Regions from separate parts of the Sus scrofa genome. Here region 2 is linked to region 1. Evidence: chromatin contacts called from public Hi-C data. All regions are on one chromosome and are shown on one strand. Each heading gives the region's core, a stretch centred on a gene start, on an enhancer-like site or on the middle of the called end of the contact. The rest is flanking DNA. Distances are from core to core; before and after follow the strand shown. Region 1 overlaps LOC100517025. Region 2 holds the start of MPPED2 (metallophosphoesterase MPPED2).

The links. Hi-C and Micro-C count contacts between places; a contact is called where the count stands out from the background.
Region 2: a contact with region 1 is called in a Hi-C map of embryonic fibroblasts, with 1.8 times the contacts expected there. The contact joins the promoter of MPPED2 here to the enhancer-like site in region 1. A contact is called at or near these places in 5 of 47 Hi-C or Micro-C datasets (brain, embryonic fibroblasts, fetal heart ventricle and 2 more) and 1 of 2 datasets of contacts at active chromatin or transcription factors (skeletal muscle).

Annotation. Positions count from the first base shown.
Region 1 is chr2:29,789,663-29,793,643 of Sscrofa11.1, reverse strand. All of the region lies in intron 40 of LOC100517025, which reads right to left. Among named protein-coding and RNA genes, the nearest start is that of MPPED2, 250 kb to the left of the region's middle. Within about 2 kb of position 2,718, at least 5 of the 83 cell types and tissues checked have an H3K27ac peak or open chromatin away from gene starts, as enhancers often do. A contact at or near this core is called in embryonic fibroblasts, where this site is marked.
Region 2 is chr2:30,038,025-30,041,928 of Sscrofa11.1, reverse strand. It overlaps MPPED2 (metallophosphoesterase MPPED2), which reads right to left and starts at 1,587. Exons shown (of 7, transcript XM_003122896.5): 1 at 1,291-1,587.

The DNA.
Region 1 (3,981 bases), core at 1,469-3,968:
CTCCAGCCAAGGAAAGCAATATTAATCATAATCCAACATCTTTTCATATAAAGGGTTAAAAGTTTTAAGGAGGTTTCTAAACAATACCTTAAAAGGAGTTAGAAGGCATTTTAACATCGTTTCTGGCTGACTGCACAGGATCCTTTGACTACATTAACTGAAGTAGAGCTGTAACATGACTTGGGATAAAATAATCCAAGTATCTAAATGTTTAGAAGCACCCTAACCCTAACCCCTAACCCCGATCCTAATGTTACATAAGTGCACAAACAGAAGAGCAGTGGATAGAACTGTGAGTTCCAAACCAAGATACCCTGTTTCTCTATGGACAAGAGGCAGTGACTTTGGGCAGGTTCTGGATACCTGTGGTCACTTTTCTGCTGAGTTTCAGCTCCCAACTGCCAGGGCTGTCAGTGTTCCCCATTATTCTCCTGACAGACAAAAGGAAAACAGCATGTATTCCCTTCTGTCTGTAAGAACAGGAAGTAAAATGGCTTCGTGATTGTAAGAAATGTCGACTTAATTAGCTTTTTCCTTCCAGGTAATAAGTGTTTTCTCCAAGGAATGCACAATATTAACAAGACTGTTGAAGTTTATATTTCCTTATCTTTTCCCACTTAAGATCCATAGATGCAAAAAAAAAAAAATCACACTCAAAGATGATAAGAAATCTTCATGGTTTATTGTTTTTTAACATAACAAGATAACATGACCACAGTGAAAGCAAGAATTTGCATCTGCTGACATTTCGAAATCTTCCAGTAAGAGGTACGTCCCATGTCCCTCCAAACCGTAAAGATATGGAAATCAGAAATATCTTCTCTTATATCAGGAGTTCTTTGCTTGGAAGTTCACGAGTGTTTTTCAGGGAGGCCTGTGAATGCCATGAAATGGTATGAGAAAAACATTTTTTATATGTGCCTTTTGTAAGTTTATGGCTTTTCAAAAGATTCTCAAAGGAGTATATGAATCAAAACAGTATGAGAACTCCTTTACAATAATCTACTGAGGTTTTCAATGTTGTCCATTCATTCATAAGTAATTTCACATAATTTCTGGATGTTTCTTCAAACTCGGCACTTGAGACAAAAATGTATAATCATCAAAGATCTATTTTTAAGAATACCAGTTGCCTAGTTTACACGACGCCATTTATTTCATTTGCCCAATATTGAGAAATGTTTCCTGCCACTGAAAAGCAGAGGGGACTATCCAACTATAACTCGATTTAATCTGACTCTGAGGATTGTAGTTCCTGAACAGCTGACTGAAATCAAATTCCATAAAGCAGACCCTCCATTTCCATTGTACTGCTGTAATTTTGGTTCGCAGTTTAGCACGAGTGGAAGGTGGCTGAACCTTGTCTTGCTGTCACAGTGCTCTGGCAGTGGGACTGCTGGGCCGCATCACTGAGTCCTTGTGGGTAGAGCCCTGCCCCAAGTGAATGAAAATAAGAGTCTCTGTTGTCTAGGCAATTACCATCTAGCTGGGGAGACAAAATATGTGCTCCACACATATGCAATTTTTTTCCCAACAGGCCATACTACAGCATGGAAAGACTAGAGAAAGTATACAGATTTTTCACTAGAATACAAAATTGCTATGGCTAACTCTGCCCTTGATTATCATATGTCTTATTATGAATTTATAACTTATAACTGATTTATCAGTGTTGGTAATTCTTCAAAATCTGACCATGAAAAATCCAGTTATTTTGAAGGATAAATTCCAGGACTCAATTTTTAAATAAATGACACAGATTTCTTTTCTAGAAGTGGATTTTCCTAAAATTTAGAGTCTTTGGCAATCTAAATAATTGGCCTGTCAGTCTTCTGTTTTCAAGTAGGTGAAAAAAGTTTTCTATCCTACAAGGGACAGAGAGAGAAATACATGTATATATTATACACACACACACACATTTATTTATATACACTCATATATACATATGAAGTAAAGTAGAAGTTGATATTTTAAAAATATTTATCAGAAGAGGTGCATTAAAACTTGATAAGGTTTGTAAAATTTATAGAGGCATCCCCTTCAAGGCCTGATGTGAGTTATGAAATCTAATTTTGTTTTCATAGCTCTGTGATAAAATTTTATCAATGTTATAAAAGGAGCCTTTACTAAGACTGACTGGAAATCTGAACTATCTGGCCAGGCAATAAAAACACATTCCTTCGCTGCAAAGTGTCAGACAAGCAAGGTTTAACTGAAATTGATCGATAAGTCTTCCTTTCACAGTTGAGTGCATTCACTTTACCTCATAGGATAATAGTTTTTTTTAATGGTTTTTCCATTAATATCAGACTTCAGTGTTAGTAAGAAGCAAGAAAGACATAAAAGGGAGAGAGACATGCCATCAAGAAAGAACGTTGCCATCTTTAATGGTAGAGCACTTGCGTTCAGATGAAGTGCTTATGTGAGGTGAGAGTTGAGACTTATCTTACTGATTGTTATGGGTTGAATTGTAGCCCCCCCCCACCAACCAGGAAAAAAAAAATTCACATGTCAAAGTCCCAAAGCCCAGCCTCTCAGAATGTGTTCTTATTTGGAAACAGACGATTGCAGATGTAATTAGTTCAGATGAGGTCATTCTGGAGTAGGTGGTCCTCTAATCCAACATGACTGGGGAAATCTGAACACAGGCACACAGGGAGAATGTCACATGGAGATGAGGCAGAGATCAGGGTGGTGATTCTACAAGCCAAGGAACACCAGATTGTCTGCAAACTGCCAGAAGCTAGAGCGGAGGCATGGAACAAATCCTTCCCTCACCCTTCAGAGGGAACCAACCCTGCTGGCACGTTGATCTTGGACTTCTAGCCTCCAGAACTGTGAGAAAATAAATTTCTGTTGTTTAAGCCACCCAGCATATGCTACTTTGTTAGGGCTGCCCTAGCAACTAACACACAGATGAATACAGCTTTGGGGTGGAGAAGTGAGACCCCTGATGGCTGGCTACGTCCCCACGAGCCAAGGAGGCTCCTCTCTCGTGCACACAGCAGTCTCCCCACCCCCTACCTCGGGTTAGTCATCCAAATGTAATGCACTTTGCCTAACTTAGCTGTCATCAGGGAAATCTTCCAAGCAGGCAGTGACTAAACCATCGTAAAATTATTCCTTGAAGGTACCCCATGAATTCAGGTTTAGGACTGCTGATAACCATACCTGAAATTTCTACAAGCTTTGAGGTTAGGCAGATCTGGGTTCAAATATCAGCTCTGCCACTTATTGGCTGATGGCTTTGGCAAGATATTTCACGGCTCAGAAACTTAGTTATCCCTTTTTTTTTTGGTCTTTTTAGGGCCACATCTGCAGCATATGGAGGCTCCCAGGCTGGGGTCTAATCAGAGCTACAGCTGCCGGCCTACACCACAACCACAGCCAACACCAGATCCGAGCTGCATCTGCGACCTACACCATAGCTCATGGCAACACCAGATCCTTAACCCACTGAGCGAGGCCAGGGACTGAACCTGCGTGTTCATGGATGCTAGTCAGATTCGTTTCCACCAAGCCATGACGGGAACTCCAGTTTCCCCATTTTTTAAATGTAAAAGTAGGAGCTGGAGGGAGTTCCTGCTGTGGCACAGTGGGTTAAGGATCTGGCATTGCCGCAGCTGGGATGTAGGTTGTATCAGATTGGTTCCCAGTCCCAGGAAATTCCATATGCCATGAGTGAGCCTGAAAAAGAAAAAAAGTAGAAGTAGGAAAAAAAAAAAAAAAAAAAACAAACCTATGTATCCTCAAGGCAGTTATTAGCATGGAATAAAACAGACAATAGTGTGAAAGTCCAGCAGGGTACCTGGCATGTGTCCACACTCTGACAGTATTAGCGCCCTTCCCTTCCATGATTATAATCAATCTCATTTGATCCTTACACAAACAGACTTGCCCAACAAATGCAGGAGGCAAGTCCTTCATCAGGCCTTTGACGCGAAGTCCAGAGATCTTTTGCTGGGAGGAAGCACCTCCCAT
Region 2 (3,904 bases), core at 338-2,837, 250 kb before region 1:
CGCAGCCCGCGCCCGGAGCTGCCGCCTCCTCCCGGCTCTCTGCTGGGCTGCTTCCCTAGAGCGGCGGAGAAAGGAGGAGAGGGAGCCAGCAGGCGTTGGAAGGGAGTGTGAAGGCCACGGATTTTTCCCCTCTTTGGAATCTTTTTTCCACTTAAAGTTTTGTTTTTTTCCACCCTGACCTGTTTGTGTTTGTTTGCAGCATCTCAAATCAATTACACATTTTTCATAACCCGCATTTGCACTTAATTTGGGGTGTGTGGGAGTGCGCGTGGAATAAATCTACTCCACTGGGGCATCCTTAATTTCTTTTCTTGCTGGTGGATTTTAATCCCCTCCCCAATCTCTAGGAAAATGCCCCCTTCACCTCCTAGGCCTCAAAACCCAGGAATTCAAAGGCTTTACAAAGATAACCCAGTTACATGTAAATAGCAAAGAAACTCCAGCCTCTCCTGGGAAGAAATCGGGAGGCAACGGTTACTTTTCTCGTCGCTCGTACCCCGCCACCCAGCCCGAGTCGCCAGCTCGCTCCGCAGGCTGCGATCGCGGAGACCGGGGGCGGCGGGGGAGAGCGAGGTCGGGGCGCGGGGAGAGGGTGAGAAACAGACCCGCGCGAGAGCGGCGCGCGCGCAGGCGGCCCGGGGGTGGCCGCGGAGCGCAGCCGGAGCACAAAGCTGCGCGGCGCCTTACCAGCCACTGCACCTCGCTCGGGCTGCCGCGGGCGCCCGGGGCTCGGGCCAACACAATGCACCCGGGCCTAGGCCGGGGCGGCTCGAACACATAACCCCGGGACTTTCTAGTAAACAGCTCGCCGTGCCCTTGTCCCCACCCCCAAACCCGCCGCCTGGCTTTCGCCGCTGCCCTACGCCTACACCCCTTCCTTCCCTCCTAAGAAATCCCGGAGGAGGAGGGAGAGGAGTGGTGGGGACCCCGGGAGGTCGGGGGGCGAAGACATGGGGCGGGGGAGGAGGGGAGAAGAGCAGAGGGGCAAGATGGGGAGCGGAGAGGAGACAGCTCCTAAAAAAGAATTCGCTTTCGTTCGGGGGTTGAAAATAAGCCCTCCTCGGGTTCCGAATTGCCCGGGAAGCGCCTGCTCGTGCGAATGTCAGGGGCACCAGGGCAGCCGCGGTCCGCAGCCTCCGAGCCCTTCGCACGCGCCTCTGACAAGGCACCTCTCACCCGGGCTCCGCTTTGTGTGTGCATTTTTTTCCCTTCCTCTCGCGCGCGGCACCGGGCGCCCGGCCGCCTCCTCCCCCTCCCCCGCCCTCCGCCTCCCTTCCCGGGGCGGATTACCTTTCCCGGGCTGCGCTCCGGGTCCCGGGGATGCCTTCAGCGCCCGGCGAGCAGGCGATCCATCGCGGAGCAGCCGGAGCCGGCTGGGGGCGCGCGGGGGCGGCGAGGGGCGCGGGCGGGCCAGAACCTTCGACCCCGGAGGTCCCGGCGCGGGCTGGGGCGGGGGATCGGGGGGCGCGGCGCTAGAGTGAGGCGGGGGGGAGAAAGGACGGGAGCAGTCTCGCTCTGGGGAGAGAGCAAGAGAGGGGGCGAGGAGAGGGAGCGAGGGCGCGGCGAGCCAGAGGGAGCGAGAGCGGTGCAGTGACAGGGACTGCCACTGGGGTCAAAGGAGCACAGCTCCAGGAAGCAGGGCGGCCGAGGCGTCGCTCCGTGCGCGCTCCCCGGCGGGACCCCGCGCCCCCGCGCGCCCCTACTGTAGCCCAGGCCCGCTGGAACCTCCGCTGGCGCCCCGAGGCACCGGGGTTGCAAGAGGAGGAGGGAGCTGAGGGCGAGGCCGGCAGCCTGCGGGTGCTCCCGGGTCAAGCAGGCGGCAGGAAGCTGTGCTGCAAGTTCATCATCATGAGTGTGATCAGCGTAAAAATGATAGGGGATAGGAGAAGGTGGCTGCGGAGCCCCAGGGAAATAAAGGGAGTTTTCCCTCCAAATGGGCGTCTTCTGCAAAGGGAACACACCCAGGCCCCAGGCCCCCCACCCACCGACCTGCCAGGCGCTGTCTGGAGTCCTGGCACAGCTCCAGGGCGAAGAGCTGGCGGCGGGGGCAAGGGGAGAGGCTTGGGGCACTGCCCTCAAACCAAGGAAGGCGACCCTGGTCCCCTCCCGTCTGCTGAGCTTCGACTTTCCTGGGGGAGAGCTGTGCACCCTTTTCTCAAGCCTTTCAACCACACACACACACACACACACACACACCACACACACACCCCTTTCTTTCTGCAGTGTTGTTCCTGAGAAAGAAAAGGCCAACCCAGCTGATAATGCTTTCACCTCCATGAATTAAGGCAGGTTCAGTATAGGGAGGCAAGGAGAGGCAAAGACGCTAATTGTTTCCATTTTTGTCTTTGGGGCACATTTCCCCCAAAGGATAAGCAATTCAAAAACGTTGTAAAAATCAAAGTTTGTCCCTTTTTCTCTACTACTTTGGATTACGGAAGAAAAGGTTTTCAGGAGGGTATGCAAGCAATCTAAGGAAAGGGAAAGCCACTGAAATGCTAGAAGACAAGGGACAATTAAGGCAAGGCTTTTAGAAAACTTGGTGGGGGGGGCGGGGCGGGGGAAGGAGGCTGACCGTGAAAGATGAGGTGGCCCTGTGATGTTATGCCATTGTCGGAGCTGAAGGTTTTGGACACCAACCAGCTCTCATTCCTTTCCAGGAGTCAGACTCAAAAATCTAGGCATTCTCCAAAGGAAAATCCAATGGGTAGTGTGTGAGAGGGAGAAGTGTGCTGAGTATACTGTGTGACAACTGACTAGACATCCTGGCTGAAATTATATCCCCTAAAAATAAAAAAAAAGGAGCCATTTCAACATGGTCTGCGGCCTCTGTGCTGAGACTAATTGGTTTCCAGGGTCTGGGGAAGACGGGAGAGGGGCTTGTAGGAGCCTCTATAAAAAAAAGATCAAACGGAATTCACTTAAAAATATTTCCTTTTTTACAATGGGCTTCCTTGGCACTTGAATTTTAAATAAGCTATTTCTTATGTCTGAGCTGAAATGAAGGGGAAATGGTCTTGCTAATGTATTTATTTTGTTGTGCAGTATGTCCAGAGTGTTGGTTCTTGTCAAACGTGCTAGAATCAAGCAGACAGTCACTTTCCTTGCCCAGCACAAACCATCGCCAGTGGCATTGATGTTGAAGAATGCCAAAGATGGGGTAGAGGGCACCTTTATATTTTGTTTTTGTTTTCCAGCCCAGCAGCAAATACTGACTAGAATCATGTTTTTGAAGAAATGCTGGGTTTTATTTTCTTTATTCTGTGAATTACTACTACTTATCTAAATGGTTAAAATTTTTCATCTGATTTTGACTGATTTAATCAGTCAAGAAAAGAAAAAAAAAGAAAAGAAAAGAATCAGGACCAGCTAAATAATTTCTGTGGTTTTTTTCTTCCTTAAAAAAATGATAGTCAATCAAAACAGCAAAACTAGTTCGTACATGATCTTAAACCAAAATAATGTGCACACACAAAATAAATAATAACCTGTTCTACTTTAGTGGTACATTTTACTGGATACTTAATGCTATAAAAAAAAATCAAGTGAGTATCCTTTACAAAGTTGATGGAAAATTGTTTATCATTTTACTGCGTGGGGAAAAATGGAGGTAAAAAAGCTTAAAATTGTAACTTGTAATATAGGAAGATGTCAGCCTCTACTGTGTTCTTGCTAGTCAATTATCCATTGAGAGGTAGTGACCAAGCTGTATTAGGGTTATGAATTTTTATTTCCATTAGTCTACCAAAATAGAGAAGCTACAGAAGTATAAGTGAATTTAAATAATAAATTGGGAACAAAAGGAACTCACTTTTCAAATAATTCTCATCCCGTAGATTTGAACTTAATGCATTTTGTTAAATCATATTCTCCATCAATATAGCTACCTACACTAAAAGCTTGTTTT